Linked DNA regions of Gasterosteus aculeatus: region 2 is linked to region 1. Evidence: chromatin contacts called from public Hi-C data. All regions are on one chromosome and are shown on one strand. The core of a region is the stretch at or near the end of the contact, and the rest is flanking DNA. Distances in the headings are between cores, read along the strand shown. Region 1 overlaps dock4b (dedicator of cytokinesis 4b). Region 2 holds the start of ifrd1 (interferon-related developmental regulator 1).

What was found. A called contact is a pair of places that touch in the nucleus more often than the background predicts.
Region 2: a Hi-C map of skeletal muscle shows a contact between it and region 1, with 4 times the contacts expected there. The contact joins the promoter of ifrd1 here to the enhancer-like site in region 1. A contact is called at or near these places in 5 of 6 Hi-C or Micro-C datasets (liver, skeletal muscle, tail fin and 1 more).

Annotation. Positions count from the first base shown.
Region 1 is chr4:28,226,740-28,229,363 of fGasAcu3.hap1.1, reverse strand. dock4b (dedicator of cytokinesis 4b) reads left to right here. Exons shown (of 51, transcript XM_078101779.1): 16 at 327-433; 17 at 1,758-1,911. Among protein-coding and RNA genes, the nearest start is that of dock4b, 48 kb to the left of the region's middle. Within about 2 kb of position 1,338, at least 1 of the 9 cell types and tissues checked has open chromatin away from gene starts, as enhancers often do.
Region 2 is chr4:28,294,031-28,296,654 of fGasAcu3.hap1.1, reverse strand. ifrd1 (interferon-related developmental regulator 1) reads right to left here and starts at 1,294. Exons shown (of 12, transcript XM_040174694.2): 1 at 1,017-1,294. The coding sequence starts at 1,053.

The DNA of each region.
Region 1 (2,624 bases), core at 89-2,588:
CAGATAACGTGTTCATAATGCAATGCAAATTGTGCCCACAACTTACAGAAAGCTTCTTAAAAACTCTCAACAGAGAGGCCCTCACAGACTAACTTGTTTGCTCGTTCGTTGTGTACTGACAGTGTGTTCCGTGCACCCTAAAGTCCCAGGTGTAATGTTTACGTCGAGTAGAACGCGTGCACCGAAGGCTCAACTTGTTCACTTCCATTGCATAACCTGAAAAAAACTGGTTTCATAACACCGCTCCGTGTTTCTTCTATTTCCTTGCCAGTCTGTGCTTGTGTATCTTGGACTCAAGGCCGTGTCCATGTGTTGTTGTTTGACAGCTAAAGACAAGGGAGAGAAGAAACTGTTCGGCTACTCCTTTGTTCCTCTGATGCAGGAGGACGGCAGGACTCTGCCAGATGGCACCCATGAGCTCATTATCCACAAGGTAAAACCAAATCAACACCACAAAAAGATTTCGACCGAACAACGTGGAAATTGATTTTACTGTGTGCTTTCCAGGATGTGTTTTTTTTGTATTCAACACAGACATTGTGCTACAGAAGTATTCACATCGGTGTGTAACCATCCAAATGATTTGAGTCATATTTAAAGGAATATGAAAGAAAGCAAGGTTATGGTCATTCTCTCTGCTCGTAAATTGCAGCTTTAACCACACTGGTGTCGCCTAGGTCATTCAGAATGGCGCCGCGTGCCGTATATGATTATGTGAATCATGGGTTCTGTCATCACACTGTTTAGTACCTGGATGGGCTGAACAACAGCTTGCATAACTCCCATCACATGCCGAGTGGCCCATGAGTCATGTCCACTTGCATAACATTTTTCAAGCTGTGGGGGGGTTGATTGGAAGCGATAATGTACGTGTCAAGGATAGTTGAGCGGGTACACGTTTCATGTGAGTAACTATCTCTTTATTTAACAAGACCTAACCTTTTTCTAGACATCAAGACGCTCCATCTTGTCTTTTTCCGCACGTTTTTGGTTTTGAGACATCAAGCGGCTGAAGCAAATGAAATGGCCAGCATCCCCGGTTAAAAGCTACTGCAAGACCGTCTTGGCTGTAATTCAGAATAATTGCAGACTGCATGGTTTTCCTCAGCTGCAGGCGAAGGGTGTGTGCATAAACCTCAGGCTTCGCGCAGGACAGAAAAAAGCATCGAGCGCATTCATACATTTTATTGGCAGTGAGGCAGAACAGTGACCAAGAGCCTGATTATTTATACTGCTGCTGGCTCTAAAAAAAACAAAAACTCCTCCTTCCTGTTGTCGTCTTGTCCTGTCAGTATCAGTCCCAGCAAAAGCCTCTAACCTGAGGCGGCCAGTTTTAGAGGACAACTCTAGTGGTCCTGTTCGTTCCCACTGTTCAGAGGGAGTAGAAGGAGGGAGGGAGGGAGGGGGGGGTTGTTCTGATGCCAGATGGAAGTTGCTGAAAAGCTCAATGAAACTGGCATGGCCCAGTTTCTCCCCGGACCCAAAATAGACACAGAAGAATCGGTCCAAACTTGTGTGGTAGCCTTTGGAGCTCAAACGGCCTCAGCTGTGGGCATTAAAAATAACAAAACCAAAATAACGGTGGTGCTCTGTGATTGATCATGTGCAATAACTTGGATGTCTACTCTCACAAAATCCAAATGCGTGGACGTATTGTTACTAAAACAGTGAACGCATTGCCCTTAACGTCCGGTATGCCCTTCATCCGTTCCCGAGTTGACAGAAAGCTGGACTCTTCCTCCTTTCTCTGTTGCCAGTGCGAGGAGAATACCAGCTTGGCAGAGTGTCCGCGCTACTTGAAGCTGCCGTTCTCCAAGGCCAACCTCCCGTCCAACAACCAAACTCTGAAAGGCGCCAAGGAGTCCTTCTGGATCACCAGCTTTCTCTGCTCCACCAAGCTCACACAGAACGGTAAACATTTTTCTTTAGGGGGGTCGGGGTGGGGGGGGGCAACTGACCTGCTGGCTGTGACGCTGGTATGCTCTCGTCAGTTCCATGGCAACTATGTGAATGTGTGGGGGAAAAAAAATGTGAATATGCAAGGAGGGGCGGTGAGGAGTGGCCCGCTGTTCACACTACTCACTAATGAACAAATAAATCTCTCCTTTCAAAGTGGGAATTGTCTTTTTTCAGTCGAAGGAGCTTCTCACCGATAGTGTCTGCCCTCGTTTGTAGTGCAGCAAACAATAGGCCAACAATATCTAAGGTGTGCAGCAGGGGCGACATTCCATAAATGATAAGTCATCTTACACCCCCATTAAGTAGAGAGTAGAATATATGAAGAGAAAAGCTTCAGGCACTATTTGCTTGCAACAAGCTGTTAATTTCCTGCATGCATTTCATTTTATTTGTGAACTAATTTCAGAAGTATTGCAGAGTGTTTGATTACAAAATACACTCCTAAACGTGCCCAAGTTTCAAAAAGAAACACTTGAACGGGATCTGAGGAGACCGCTGAAAGAATTTCTTCTCGAGGCGTATGTTTTATTCATGTCTGGGGACTCCGGCTCACGAAAATGACTTTTTATCTCCTTAATCCTGCCGCACTTGAAAATGTCATCATTTGTTTGGATCCTGTGGAGGTTTCGTGCTGTAATTGAAGGGTGTGGTGAAGCTTTGTGATC
Region 2 (2,624 bases), core at 45-2,544, 67 kb before region 1:
AAGCTTTGATTGCATTAGTTGTTAGACACCATGCACAGAAAAACAAGCCTGTGGGAGGTATTGCTTCCACAGTCACAGATTCAGCAGGCGTCCGTCTCTTCTGAATGACCCGAATTAACCTCTGGAAGACATGCTGGTAAAGCGCATCACTGCAAGAACAGCTCTTAAAAGAAGTCCCATCCATGAAAAAAAAAAAGAGCACTGTAGTACCTCCGATCACGATGGAGGCACTAGGAAGGAATCCTGGGCTGTTTCTAAAGGGCCATTTTAGCCCCCTAATGGAGGCTATTTCTGTTGTTCACGTGGACTCTCTACACACCACAGCTGATTTCTGGGAACCGGGCGCTGCCTCTTTACCAATCTGCTCCCCTGAGGCCAAAATGTCCGCCTTGTGTCGCTAAACAGTAATAACAAATTAGGCAAAGGGTTATCTGCCGTCTGTGCTAGTTAAACGTCACAAATTCAGCCAAAGATTAATTGAGGTTAATCTTCAGACGAGACGACCTTACTTAAGCTAACTTAACATAATACATGCCTTGGAGACTTAACGTTACAGGGAGTTATTCGTTTGTCTATGAGGCAACAATCACATCCGAAAAAAAGCAAGTTGTCAAAAGGAGCACGTGTGTTATTTAAAAATGTTCCTTCCAAATAAAGCAGCTAACGTTAGATGGAAGTGGACATTAGCTTGCGCTAGCAGACATTAGCTTGTAGCATATGCCGATAATGAAGGGCTCATGTGAAGTGAGGTTATACCACTTTATTATCATTAAACCAGTGTGTCATTAAATATAAGTAATACAGTCGTATGATGGCACCTTCTTTTTGTAAAAAGCGATGCATTGTCTGACCACGGATAGCTAGCTTTGCATTGTGACGTAAGCGAGCCTCGGATATCTGTAGTCCTGACTATGAACACGTTCACCTCCACTCAACGAAGTGAAAACACGAAGAGAACTACAACTACCTTGAGCCAACACGCAGGGCCAATGCAATGCGGCCGCTCGCTTACTTACCCCGGCCATTCTTCTTCTTGGTTCTCGGCATTTTCATGCAGATAAATGTTAAGTTTGATCAATAATCAGCCAATACACGACCAGCTTTTACTATGTTGTCTCGTAAAATGTAAATATTCCCGTGGCACGGCGGATAGAAAGGAATTAAAGGCGATCTCGGAGATAAACTGCTGGCTGAGACGATACATTTTCCCTCATAAAACAGGGCTGAGTACGAAGAGGGCGGCTCCAAGTATTTATATCGGCTGACATGTCACGAGGAGGTTTCCGGCATCTCTGACCAATCCGGGAATAGAATTGTTGCACGTGATGCGTGTAACAGAAACGTGGACACAATGCGCATTTGGTTATCTTAGTGAAGTGTGGATCTGATTACGGTTTTAGTCGTAGCATGAAGCTGTCTAAATTAGATTTTTTGGGGACATGCACTGGGGATCCGGTTGGTTGGTGACTATAAATTGGCCGTAGGTGTGTGAATGTGACTGTGAATGGTTGTATGTGTGGCGACCAATCCAAGGTGTCCCGAAGTTGGCAGGGATAGACTCCTGCCCACCCACCTGTGTGAAGGATAAGTGGTTGCAGATGGTTGGATGGATGGATGGATCATATATTACAATGTGGTGGTGGTCGGGATGTGCAGCCTCTCGAACTGATGTTACAATAGCTTTTGTGCTATAATTGCAGGCTGTAATCAATGGTAAAAAGTAACAGTAACTTTCTTTTTTGATACATTTCCGAGGCCAACTTCTGAGGCCTACTCCATTACTATGTAAGCTATCTCAGTTACAATACTCAGATACAGTACATTGTTGTTCAGAAAATACAACAAAGTTGTTCAGTTGCTTCAGTAAATATTATATAATAGTAACAAAAAAATAGTATATATAATAATATATATATATATATATATTATAAATAAGTTTGTTTGCAACAGATTATTCTTTTTTCCTGCTAGTCATTGCACTGATGAACACTTAAGTCAACACTAAGGCCGAAATATCCACTGCTGCCGATGATTAGATGATAGATTATCATTTAAGCATTGTAAAGACATCTTTATTAATAATACATAACAGAGCGAATGTCTATTCAATAAGAATTTATTTCTTTGCACTATTTCTATTGCACAACTTACAACTTGTATATTTTATGTTGATCAATGGGGCTTTTTATAATATTCAAGCATACAGCAACATTTTTTAAAGATCTTTTGTATATGAAAGCCAGTCTATTACCTTTATTTGTCAGGCTTTGCTTGGACATAATTACATGTTGGGATCTCTAATACAATCTATGAAATATGCATGGAGTAGATTGCAGCAGGGCTCTCTGCTGCGACTCATAGCCTTGTGTGATACTTTTCCTCTACTATGAAGGTGATTCAATCATCTACTTCTGTAATGCAATCGTCACAGTGATGATTGGGGCCTATGATGCAGTTGGTGCCGTTGTGTGCATCTACAACGGATGCTGTGATTAGAGGACTGACGCAATCATTAGTCTTCTGCTACAGAAATAAATTGCATTATAGACTTTTATATTAGAGTTAATATAAGCTCCTGTGATGACAGTCATTTGAGAAACAATGCACTGTATGTGTTTGTTTGC